Linked DNA regions of Zea mays: region 2 is linked to region 1. Evidence: chromatin contacts called from public Hi-C data. All regions are on one chromosome and are shown on one strand. Each heading gives the region's core, a stretch centred on a gene start, on an enhancer-like site or on the middle of the called end of the contact. The rest is flanking DNA. Distances are from core to core; before and after follow the strand shown. Region 1 holds the start of LOC103650168 (auxilin-related protein 1). Region 2 holds the start of LOC100285737 (thiamin pyrophosphokinase 1).

The links. A called contact is a pair of places that touch in the nucleus more often than the background predicts.
Region 2: a Hi-C map of leaf shows a contact between it and region 1, with 5 times the contacts expected there. The contact joins the promoter of LOC100285737 here to the promoter of LOC103650168 in region 1. A contact is called at or near these places in 4 of 25 Hi-C or Micro-C datasets (ear, leaf and tassel).

Annotation. Positions count from the first base shown.
Region 1 is chr3:66,784,443-66,791,156 of Zm-B73-REFERENCE-NAM-5.0, reverse strand. It overlaps LOC103650168 (auxilin-related protein 1), which reads left to right and starts at 3,222. Exons shown (of 9, transcript XR_004857154.1): 1 at 3,222-3,915.
Region 2 is chr3:66,961,320-66,968,033 of Zm-B73-REFERENCE-NAM-5.0, reverse strand. It overlaps LOC100285737 (thiamin pyrophosphokinase 1), which reads left to right and starts at 3,407. Exons shown (of 7, transcript NM_001158628.1): 1 at 3,407-3,631; 2 at 4,855-5,074; 3 at 5,159-5,255. The coding sequence starts at 4,915.

The DNA.
Region 1 (6,714 bases), core at 1,973-4,472:
TTGTACGCCACAAACATGTTACTTTACAACATATTCGAAAAATTTGAGTGTGGCAAAGAAAACATGTACGCCATTAAATGTTAATGTACAACATATTTGTATCAACCATAAATGCTCCAAGTAGGCTTATCTCCAAGAAGCTACGTGTAACACCCTGAATTTGGGGTATAAAATTTCTTTCTTATGATCATCCAAATTTAGGTGTTACTCTTCTCTATCTCACTTTAGTTTCCCTCTCTCTAGTTTTCTCCCTTTCTTCTTCATTTAATTAGGGTTAGTTGTATTAGTGAGAGATTATTTAATTTGTTTTGTCCAAAACATATGAGTCATGGAATGTTGCATCATATCGAGCCTAAATATTCTTTGAAATGTTGCACATATTTGATTTGGTTTGAATTTGAAACTTGATTTGAATTTGAATTGAAAACCCTAGAGAAAATAAATAGAAAAGCAATTAGAAATTCCAGGAAAAAGGAAAAGCCAATTCGGCCCAAGGCAGCCCACTTAGCCTAGCTCGCGCGCGCGCGCCCGCGCGCCCCCTCTGCCTGACAGGCGGGTCCCACCTGTCGGCACAACCCTGAGCGCTCGCACTCTCTTCCCCCCTCTCTCTCTCGCTGAACCATGGGGCCGACCTGTCGGCGCGGTTTCCCTCGCGTGCGCCCGCTCTCCCTCTCTCTGTCCCACCGTCCCCACATGTTAGCTCGTCCCCAACCTCTCGCCCACGATCTCCCCGCCGTGGATGCGCCCACGACTGCGCATTTTTCGGCCACGTCCGAGCCCCCGCGCCCTGCTCACCCACCTCCCCTCGCCCATTTGCGCCCTCTGCCAGACTCGCTCGCCCTCTCTCTCGCTCTGCCCACGCGTGCAGAGAGCCCCGCCACCGCCCACCGTCAATCACCGCCTGTTCTGCGGCCACCGTCGCGTTCGCGCCCCGTCCAGTGCCACGGTGAGCTCCGCCTCACTGTCAGCTGCTCGGGACACCCTTCGTTGTGCCTCTTCCCTCCCTGGTTCAGCCGACCCACGCTCACCGGAGTGATTCTCGCGCAGCCAGAGCTCTGCCACTGTCGTCTGTCGCGTCCCTGCTCCACCGCCGTTGCCCCGTGACTCCATCAGTTCCCCTCGAGGTGAGAAACATGCCTGCACCCCTAATTTCTTGTGTACTGCCCTGTTGTTCGCGCGATTGCTCGCCGGAGCAATCTAGCGCCGCTGTTAGTCCGTCTCTCCGCGTGCAGCGCCCTTTGGTGCTTCCGCGCCGGTGTGAAGGCCATGGCCGAGTTCGCCAGACCCCTTTGATTGCGCCTAGACTAGTCCCCGAGCCCCTAGTGCCCTACAGTGGCCAGCCTCCTCGTCTTCGGCGAGCTCCCGCCGCGGGACCGAGCGGCGCCACCACGCCCAAGTCCGCCCACTGTCCCGCATTACATTATTGAAACTTAAGGTTTGACTAGTCTGTATTTCCCATACCCTTGTTTACCTTTTTGGGTTAATCAAGGTTAGCTTATGCTATTGCTTTAACTTAATCAATGAACATGATGTGATCTTTTATGATACGATGATGTTATCCCGATGAGGTTCTTATGATTACTTTAGGGGGCTTAGGTTATTTCCTGAGTGCCTCTCCGCAAGGACCTGTTTGGGGAGTGACAACCTGGGATAATAGTGCAATCACGAGGGTGGAATGAGACGCCCTTAGCTGATTAATTAGAGGAACCAGAGGAGTAGTTGGCTTCGCCGTAGGGCCTTCAATGGGGTCCAGGCACAGTACTTGCTCTGCCGAGGCTGGTTGCAGAGGTTCTTTGATTTGGTTTTGTTAGTCACCCTTCCTCTGGGGAGATGTACTGTGTTTATCAAACTGGAGAAACCTAACGGGTGGCTATGACCTCTGGGAAATCTTTGTAAAGACTACGTAGTGAGAACCTGCTGGGTCACCTTGGTAGTGATCAATGGGGAGGCTAGAACCCCAGGCAGAATGGGAATCACAGCTTGTGGGTAAAGTGTGCGACCTTTGCAGAGTGTTAGAAACTGGTATATCAGCCGTGCTCACGGTTAAGAGCAGCCTTGAGATCCTCTTCGATTAGAAGAACTTTTGTTACTTTTGTGATGATGATTAGCAATGATGGTTATAATTTTGATCTCTGGTATTTCCTACTGGAGAGAGTACTCCTGGGTAATAACTGGGTTATTACTAAAACTTGGCTCTACTTATAGTAATAAAACCTGACCAACTAAAAGCAACTGCTTAACTTTAACCCCACATACAGCTAGTCCACTTTAGCCAAACAGGACATTTGCTGAGTACGTTGATGTGTACTCACCCTTGCTTTACAAAACACCCCACCCCAGGTTGTCCCCACTGTTCTCAGTGCTCAGGAGGTAAAGCTAGTAACATGGAGGATTTTAAGGAGTTCCAGGACTACGACGAGTTCTAGTTTACTTTAGTGGCAAACCCCCAGTCAGATGCATGTGTAGGCTTATCTTCTACGTTTCGTTACTCCACACTTTGATGTTAATGTTAAACACTATGGTTATATAATAGACTTTGTGGATGTCTCAGACATCTTGATGTAACTAAGTACCTTTTCGCTATTTAATTCAAGCATTGTGTGATGATGTCCAATTATGTAATCGCCGTGTACGTGAGTTCTGATCCTGGCACGTACATGGTTCGTATACGGTTTACCTTCTAAAACCGGGTGTGACACTACGCATGCTATTGTCGCCCACAGTCAAAAGCTGGCGATCAATCCTATATCGAGCGTCTCAATGTGTTACCCTGTACAACACAATTCATATCAAACATACACTCGATACATGTCAAGTTTTAAAATTGAGTAAAAAAGTTTTAAAACGTACCACTCGATCTAAGATTGGTGCCGCCTCCACCCGGGTTCCGAGTCTAGTGGACTGGTCGTACGCCGTGCCTTCGTCGTCGGAAGAATCAATGTCGACGTAGTCATCCGCTATCCACTGCTGGCGCCAAGATCTATAACGCCTACCCCCGTCACGTGGGCGCCACGACACCCCCACCACCACGTCGGAGACCTAGGCGGCAATAGTATTGACGCCGATCTGTGTTGGCTCGGCGTTAATAATATTGACGTCTATGTAAGGTCCAATTTTTGAAATAAAACTTAAAAAGACATATTTGTAAGAAAAAACCGAAAAAACCAAAAAAAAGCTAAATTGCAAAAAAAAACTGATCACCCCGCCGGCTCGCCCCAACAGGCCAAGTGCACACGACTTCTTCCCTTGAAGCCGTCATCACAATTCACAGGCTGCACAGCACACAAACCCCGCGTAGGGGTAGAGATCACCTCACCCCTCCCGACTCCGGCGCATCCATTCGGTCGCTGCCGGATGCGTGCTTGACCCGGCCATGGATGACTCTGTCCCTTTCAATGACCTCGGTCCCTCCAAGCCCCCGTCGGCCTCTTTCTACGACGATATGTTCGAGTCCTACTTCAATCGCGCGGCCGAGGCCCCCGAGCCCGCGCCTAAGGCTTCTTCCTCGCCGTCGACGCCGCCGCCCGTGTTCGACAAGCCAGTCTTCGACGACGATCCTTACACGGCCGATCCATTCGACGCGATCCCCTTGTTTGGAGGCGGTGGTGGAGGGGAAGAGGAAGACTTGCACGGTGGCGTCCGGAGTGCGGCAAAGCCGGAGAGGACGGAGTTGGAGGTGGTGGGTTTTGATGAAGATTTGTTCCCTGGGTTGGCTGGGAGCACCAATTTTCCCATGGAGAAGCCGGCCAGGGAGGTGGAGCGGGACCGTCAACCAGTGGGGTTCGACGACGAGTTGATCCCTGGATTCGATGGAAGCATGAAGCCAGCGCCGCAAATGGAGCCTGAGACAGTGGCGTTTGATGATGATGTGATCCCTGACTGCAGTGGAGGCACGAGCTATCCCTCTTCGGCAAGGTCTGAGAGTCCTCTAATTCAAAATGCAATTGAACTATTTATATTTGTTGCATACTTGATTTATTATTTAGAAGATGAGGTTGGATTGACAAGATTTTAGCGGTGTTATATCTTACAATTTAACAAATTATGCTTCATAGATTCTGGAAATGAAGCCCTGCCCATTTTTTTATTACTTTTGATACTTGGATTCCGGGTCTTTTGATGCAATGTGGTAGAAGGATAATTTCAAACAGCAGGAAAGAATGGGGAAAGTAAATCAAACCGTCATAGTGACAAGGATGAATGATTTTAAATGGATAACTGCAAGAGAAAACATGAAAACTTATAGTTGAACCACTGGTCCGGTGCTCCCCTAGCACCCCCCAAAACCCTGTTCCTCTGCGCGCACATGACTGTAAAGAAATGATGGCTATTTAATAGCACCAATTTTGGAGACAGCTAGAGAGATTCTGCGCTGAATTTGTCTGCTGGTTTGAGGGTTTGTTTGCTGATATATTGTCTTGGATAGAGTCTCAGTTCATCAGTGCATTTTTCTCTTGAAATTGACTTGATATCTATCGTTTTCTACTATAATTTTCTAGGTATCTTACATATTTTCAAAACTTTTGGGAACATTATGAGTTTTGCCTTTTGCATGCCACTCTTCCTTTTGCAGTAGCGAGCATTGTTGTTGTAGTTCCTATGATGGATTCAATCTAGGCTAATCACTTGAAACTCTGAACTAACATGCCATATTTCTTCCATTATATCCATTGTTAAATCCCATATTGGTGGGTTGGTTGCTTTGTTCACCATCAAAGATGATTTATCTATGACAATGTAAGACCTTCAAATGTTTGTGCCTTATGGATCATACTTTATTTGAAGAAGTTGCATGTGCAATTTAGTGAGGGAAAGCGCAGATTTCACTTTGAAAGTTTCTGGACTAAGATTGCTGATTTCTTAGATGTGGTGGCTGATTCTTGGGTGCAGCCAGTTCAGACCTCCTGCCCTCTAAAGCGTGTATCCTTGAAGCTTCGAAGATTGGCCAGGTCCTTGCAGTCCTGGGGGCACAAGAATGCAGGCAATGTGAAATCCCAATTGGCTTTAGCAAAGGAAATCCTTCACAGACTCGAAATGGCTCAGGATAGCAGGCTGCTGTCTTCTGAGGAACTATGGCTCATGAGGAGGCTTAAGCAACATTGTTTGGCCCTCGCTTCATTAGATAGGACAGTGGCTCGTCTCAGATCCCTTGTTAGATATCTGAAGGAGGGGGATGCAAACACTTCTTTTTTCCACTTGCAGGCTTGCTACCGCAAGAAAAGAAACTTCATCTCTAGTTTGACAGTCGGAGATCGGGTGGTCACCTCTCATGAGCAGAAGCATGAAGCTTTGAATGATTTCTATACCAACCTGTTGGGGGTGGCTAAACATAGAGAATTCACACTAAACTTGGGATCTTGCCACAGGGACATGGGCGATCTAGGTGTATTGGACCTCCCCATCTCAGAGGATGAGGTCCGGTCTGCAGTTTTCTGCCTACCTTCAGATAGAGCTCTGGGTCCGGATGGTTTTACCGGGAGATTCTATAAGTCATGCTGGCATATCATTAAGGACGATCTGCTTGCGGCTATCATTGCCTCCATCAAGGTAATTCTCGGGGGCTGTGGCTGTTGAACTCAGCTTATCTTACCCTCATCCCCAAGAAGACTGATGCCACAACAACGGCTGATTTTAGACCCATAAGTCTCATTCATAGTTTTGCCAAATTGGTGACCAAGGTTATGGTTAACCGGTTGGCTCCTCTCCTGCCAAGGTTAGTGGCTGCAAATCAAAGTGCTTTTGTGAGGGGAAGGTCTATCCACGATAACTATATGTTTGTTCAGCACTCGATCAAGTCCCTTCATCGGCGGAAGGTCTCTAGCTTGTTTTTAAAGCTTGACATTACAAAAGCTTTCGATTCAGTCTCTTGGGCTTTTCTCTTGGAGGTGTTGTCCCATCTTGGCTTTGGTCTGAAATGGTGCAACTTAACCTCCAACCTATTGGCCTCTTCCTCTACGCAAGTTCTTCTCAATGGGGTCCTAGATGATCATATTTGGCATCGGCGAACTTTGCGTCAGGGGGATCCTTTGTCCCCTATGCTTTTTATCATTGTGATGGACGTGCTTGGCAGCTTATTCAGGCATGCGGAATCTAGAGGGATGTTGCATAGCTTGAGGGCTGCAAATGTTAGGTCCAGGCTCTCCATGTACGCAGATGATGTAGTTCTCTTTGTCAAGCCTCTGGATGATGATCTGGTTTGTACCAAGTTGATCCTTGACTGCTTTGGAGAGGCATCTGGGCTGTTTGCCAACATGAATAAAAGTTGTGCAACCCCTATCTGTTGTGCTGCGCCTGTTGTGCATGAATGCTGCAGCACCCTGCAGTGTGTGCCTGCTGCCTTCCCATGCACTTATTTGGGCTTGCCGATCTCCAACAAGAAACTGCGAACAAGTGACCTCATTGTTTGGGTTGATAAGATTGCTGCAAGGTTGCCTAACTGGAAGGCATCCCTTCTTAATCTCGCTGGGAGAACAACCTTGGTTCGTTTCGTCCTCTCAGCCATTCCAGTCTATCTCCTCATTGCTATGAGCGTTCCCAAGTGGGTGATCAAAGCTATTGATAAAATTAGACGGGCTTTCCTCTGGAAGGGTAGAAAGGAGATAAATGGTGGTTGCTGCCTTGTGGCTTGGGAGAAGGTTACTAGGCTGCTGCATCTTGGTGGTCTTGGCCTCCCAAATCTGCTTTACAGAAGCTGGGCGCTGCAAGCCAGGTGGT
Region 2 (6,714 bases), core at 2,158-4,657, 180 kb before region 1:
ACCTTGTGGTCGTTAAGCGAATTCTTAGGTATTTAGTTTCTACGCCTTGCTTCGGGATTTGGTATCCAAAGGGGTCTACCTTTGACTTAATTGGATACTCAGACTCCGACTATGCCGGGTGCAAGGTTGATAGGAGAGCACATCAAGGACGTGCCAATTTCTAGGAAAAGGTCCCTGGTGTCCTGGAGTTCCAAGAAACAAACATCCGTTGCCCTATCCACCGCTGAGGCCGAGTACGTTGCCGCAGGACAGTGTTGCGCGCAACTGCTTTGGATGAGGCAAACCCTTCGGGACTTTGGCTACAATCTGAGCAAAGTACCACTCCTATATAACAATGAGAGTGCAATCCGCTTGGCGGATAATCCTATTGAACACAGCCGCACTAAGCACATAGACATCCGGCATCACTTCCTGAGAGACCACCAGCAAAAGGGAGATATCGATGTGTATCACATTAGCACCGTGAACCAGCTAGCCGATATCTTCACCAAGCCTTTAGATGAGAAAAGGTTTTTGCAGGTTGCGTAGTGAGCTAAATGTTTTAGATTCGCGTAACTTGGATTGATCTATAGTATACATGCAGTCTATGCCTTTGATCATGTTACTTTGAGCATTTACACTATTTGCTGTCTATTTATGGTGCTCAAGTTGTACAAGTCATCCCCGGACCTCACAAGTCCATATGCAAATGATGCACATATTTAGGGGGAGATGTGCTACAACTTGACCTCCTTGAGACTAACTTGTTTGCTTGAGTACACTTGATGTAGTCTAAAGATTTATTGAAAGGGAAAATGAACTTGGATGACGACAAGACTTCCACTGCACTCCGGTAGTAGTGTATTTAATTCCAAGTTTATACTTGTGCTCTCATTGCCTTTATGCTCTTATTTGATATTTTGGTGAGGCAATGGGGTTAAAGGGCAAAAAATGATCCTGTTTTGGTGCTTCATGCCAAAGGGGGAGAAATTAAGGGCCAAAGCAACTGGATCAGCCAAACACTTGTGAATTTCAAAAATAGTAGAGTTAGAATTTGTATTTTGCACAAATGACTCTTATTGCAAAATTTGGTCTCTTATGGGGGTGAATTTTGATTATGGGAAAAAGGTGGAGTTTTTGGCACTTGATCAATTTTACTCTTGGAATATATATCTCTTGATTTGCCCAAACAAGTGTGTTTGACTTAGAGATAGGAAAAAGAATTTGATTTGCAAAAATAAACCAAGTGGTGGCAAAGAGTGATCCAAATATGCCAAATCTTAAGTAAAAAGAATTTGGTCTTCATTTGCATTGATGTTGCACTTTTATGGCTTTTTTGATGTGTTGGCATAAATCACCAAAAAGGGGGAGATTGAAAGGGAAATGTGCCCTTGGACCATTTCTATAAGTATTTTGGTGATTGGATGTCCAACACATATTGAGTAAGTTCTTATGTGCCAAATGAGTGAGAAGTGTGAAATCAAGAACAAGGTATGTTTCTAGACTTAGTGAATTGTTTTTTGAATACTAACATGGCTATCTAAGTGCTAGAAACAGTGCCAAGAAAAGAATATTTGAATTGGAGAAGAGTTGGCAAAGTACAGCCAACACCAGCTCGGGCCTGGCACACCAGACTGTTCGGTGGTGCACCGGACAGTGTCCGGTGCCCCAGGCTGGTCAACGATTAACCGACTGCTCTCGGGAAAAGAGAAAGGCGATGTGGTTATAATTCACCGGACTGTCCGGTGATGCACCGGACTGTCCAGTGAGTCAACGGCGCCAGCAGCCAATGGTCGGTCGTGCGATCAGCGCGCGACACGTGGCCCGCGTCAATGGTCGGTTGGGTACACCGGACTATCCGGTGCGCCAACCGATCCCGATGACCAACGGTCGGCTGCGCCCGAAATGAAAGGAGATCGCGCGCCGGATCGCTACAGTGGCTGTCCGGTGGTGCACCGGACTGTCCGGTGCACAACTCGTCAAAAGGCAAGAAATGCCTTCCAAGTTGATATCTAACGGCTCCTAGCTGCCTTAGGGCTATAAAAGGGACACCTAGTCGCATGGAGCAGAAAACCAAGCCTTCTCTAAGCATTCTAAGACTCCCAGACTCCGCCTCCACGCATTTGATCGATTGTGTTAGTGATTTGAGCTCCGTTTGAGTTGCAAACTCTCCGTGCTATGTTTCGAGCTCAAGTCTTGGCTTGTGTGCATGGGTGTGCTGCGGATTTGAGTCTTGCGTGTGTTGCTCTCCCATCCTTACTCTTGTGCTTTCTTTGTGATCTATATTGTAAGGGCGAGAGGCTCCAACTTGTGGAGATCCCTCGCAAACGGGAAGAATACTCAAAAGAGAAAAGACCGTGGTATTCAAGTTGATCATTGGATCACTTGAAAGGGGTTGAGTGCAACCCTCGTCCAATTGGGACGCCACAACGTGGAAGTAGGCAAGTGTTACTTGGCCGAACCACGGAATAAAAATCACGTGTCTCTTGTGTTGCTCTTCTGTGATTGTTTTGTTCGCAAGAGATCGCTTCATAGCAACTTGATTAACTCGCACTAACTTTTATATAATCAAGTTTGTGGCTATTTAGTGTTTGATTTTACAGGATCACCTATTCACCCCCTCTAGGTGCTCTCAACCAGTGGGAGGCAGCTGTTACACATTTTTACATGCACATGTGGACATTTGTGGTTGGATTGATGCTCGGAGCATGGTTGCGTGGTGGCGTGGTCGACTCGGTGTCTGGTCCGAACACGACCCAGGCGTCTGCATGGGCTTTCTATACCTCTCAAAAGTCAAGGGCTCCCAATATACTTATATATATATAGATTCCCTCTGTCTCAATTTTATAATTTGTTTGTCTTTTGGCTAAGTTTGACCGACTCGTCTTATATAAAATTTTCGTGAAAAAACTAAAAAAATTGAATTTCAAAACTAAAATATTTTAAATGCTAAACAATACTGCAGTAAAATTTATAATCATTATGAATTTTCTGAATAAGACGAGTCAGTCAAATTTAGAGAAAAAAATTTAAACCAATTATAAATTAGAATTTAAGGAGTAGTTTTTATGGACAATCTGTCTTTATTAGTATTGTCGGATGTCCTGGGAAGGAAACTGTCATCAAAGATTACCTTGTATAGGCAACGACTAATATATAAGCAGTCATTAGGTGCAAACGTGTAAGCAGCTCTCTTTGGTTCGTTGGATCTAGATCCAACAGTATGTGTAATCGTGGTTTGTTAGTGGCCTTTTTATAAAACTACACGAGATGGTGTTGGGAGGATTTAAATGCTAAATATTGTATACGGTTAAATTTAGATATGACAAGTCAAAACTCAAAAGACATGTTTGTACTCTTGTACATAATGGTTGTTTACATAATAGTCGAATACAAGGTATACCCGTTACCGTTGGAATGTTTTGGCGTGGTCCCGTTTGACGGCGCTCGTGAGAACAGTCCATGTCCGTCGCAGCACATCGAGCGGCTACAACCAACTTCAGAATTCTGAAAGGGACACACCGTCATACCGACAGCGAAGACCTTTGCCGTTTTTATTCTTCCTCCGTCTCTGCCTGTACAGCGGCGGCTTGGCCACCTCTGAGCCTCAAGCCCTCAACCTCCCTCTTCGGCGCGTAACGTCAGTCCTCAGGTGAGATCTGCTTGCGCCTCAGTGTTTCCTGCGCCGTTTGCGGTAGCCTGTGATGTCGCACGTGAGCTCTCTCCATTCTTTTCCTTCTCGGAGTTGGTTCTGTTGCCCCTTGTGTTTCTCTCGGTTCTGGGTTCCGAAGCGTGACTCCAGTCCTTGCCAATCGATTTTAGTGCCTTCCAGGGTTACGGCTGCTTAGTCAAATCGATCTCACCGGGATTGCGTAGTTCCAGGCATATGGTGTCGACTTTGGGAGGGGAGGTGCAGAATTTCAGGTTATTCTTTGTCTTGTGTTCTAAAAGATATTCCCCACATCAATAGGCTGGGAAGTTCTCCTTTTGAGGAGATTTTGGCATATAATCAATGACTATAAAATAGTATGGTTAGTTCTGATGTAGATGCCGTTTCTGCATTTGGGTTCTCCAGAGTCTGAATTTGCTACTACGAAAGCAAATGGAGTAATCATGGCATATGTCAGGATAGTCAGCTTGTATTACTAAACTATTTATGTGAATGCCATTGGAACATAGGTCTTGGTGCAAGCAAACATAACCTCATATGTTTTACATGATGGAATAAACAAAAGAATAATGCTCAAGATGAGTAAGCACTGTGCGTGGGGCGTCGTCGTGTTTTCTTAGGCCATGTATGGCACGTCTTGCGGAGTTGGAGCTGCTTGTCCCTTGGGTCGAGCTCAACATCGATAACTCTGGATGGGTTGTGGGGGGGGGGGCTTCGTTGTCTGAGCTGTTTGTGCATTCTGTATAAGTTTTTGGGCTCGGTTTTCCTTAAAACTAGGTCAATTCTATACTTCTTAATTGAAAGGCAGAGCTTCTGCTGTTACGTTCAAAAAAAAGTAAGCGCTACAAGAATCCATCCTCTCTTCCATTCTGTTACACTGAAAAATCATGTAGTAATTGAATCTTAACTGGGGGCATAGGTGTATTCTTCTTCTTTTTCTTAGATAATGGAAAGAAATATCGATATGTAACTAAATGTTAGTGCTTAAAATATGTGGTTATTGTTGCCTGAGAATCAATCAAATTGTGTAGTGCAGTTTTGTTGGATACTTGACTAAAAAACTATTAATACCTAGAGTCCCACATCTCAAGACAGACCTTTTAGGGAACATAAAAGAAGACCCTTTTGAGCAGTACCGCACAGAAGAAAAAAATGATTGTCATATAATGGCATTGGCATCAATAATAGTTGTCTTTCGTATATAGGTATTGGCAGCATAAAGTGTTAGATTTGTCCTTGATTGAGGTACCCCTTCAAAGGTCAAGATGTTGTGGCGCGCAGTACGCAGTATGGATGTAATAATGCATTCTTCGAGTTTCCTTCTTCCGAAACTGTATCAACCTGTCAACAAACCAGTCAAGAACTATGCTTTAGTTGTTCTAAACCAGCATCTTCCACGATTCATGCCTCGACTCTGGGATCATGGTAACTAGACATAGCTCATCTGTCTTTCCTATATTTTTGTAGGAAAGTATCATTAAAACACATTTGCATTTTGATGTAGAACAGCAAACTTGAGGATCTGCGCTGATGGAGGAGCTAATCATATTTTTGATGAGATGTATCAGATAACCAATGATGAAGACAAAAAAAGCACCAGAAATAAGTGAAGTTTTTTTCTCCATTATTTTATACTAAAGTGCTTATTAAGTTTTCAACATTCTTAAGATCATATTCTAATAGGAACTGCCATACCACCATTTTTATTGATCTTAAAAAAACTAATGATTGTCATTTTACTCCAAAATAGTTTTCTTCACTAGATAGTTGTGCCTTATGCAAAGATAGATAGCATGGCTTAGTATCTTATGGGTTTGACGATGAGTTGTGATTGTTGGATTGGATTTTGTTTCTTAAACAGTTGAGTTTGATTGGGTTCGCTTAAGCTATGGGCCAATATTGTGTGGCAGGTTAAGTTATTTCTATATCTCATTCAACATTTAATTAGAAAAAGAAGGATATCATAGGTTCCCTTGTCCCAGTGATTTAGAATGGCGGAATATGTGGTAGGGAGGCGACCTGTGTGGCAGTTGTTGCAAAATAGATGAAAAGAAGGATATATGTGAGGACTCTTGCTCTTGCTCGAAGCCAATCTATACGCTAAGTGTAGAAGCATTATTGGCAATGAAACATCAATACATTTTTGATGTCGAATACACATACGTCCTACTTGTTACAATATGTTATACGTAGGCTACGACCGTAGTTGTCTACGATCCTCTTGGGCTAGATTAGAAATCGACTCTAATTATATGTTAGAGATAAAATAGAATAGGACTATATGCGTCGAGTTCATTTAGAGTCGGAGTGAGTTAGAATGTTGTAACTAAGTAGAATTTCTCTTGTAATAGGCGGCTCTTGTCTGTATAAATATACAACCCCATCGAACCTAGAGGTCAAGGGAAGCATTTTAATATCCTGATGTTGTGTTTCTTTCGTAGTATCAGGGCCACCTACTTCATCTGTTAGTCGGCGTCCTGACCAAGAGAAGTCAACATCAACCTCACCAGCAACAAGACCCCATAGCGTCATCCGGCTTTGTTGTACTAACGTCTCTCCTAGGGCAAACCATTGCTGTAAAGATCAACAAGACCAACTTCACATCCTGAAAAGCGCAAGTTCTGCCCATCCTTAGAGGTGTGCAACTACTAGTCTTCCTAGATGGCATGGCTATAGTGCTTGATGAGGAGATCTCTGCCAAGCAGGATGGCAAGATGATCGACAACGTCAACCCAGAGTACATCCGATGGATAGCACTCTAGTAGCAGGTCCTTAGCTTCCTCATGACATCCATGACTCTTGAGTCATGGATCAGGTTACCATCTACAAAACACCCCATTAGGTGTGGTCAGAACTATAGAAGACCTATGCGTCATAGTCAAGAGCCTGGACCGTAAACACACGGATTGCCCTGGCAACTACAAGAAAAGGTAATATGACAATGGTTGAATATATTGCCAAGATGAAATCTCTTGCGAATGAGATGGCATCTGCAAAGATGATTGTTGATGATGAAGAACTCGTCTTTGTAATTTTTGGTGGAACTTGATGAAGAGTACAATCTG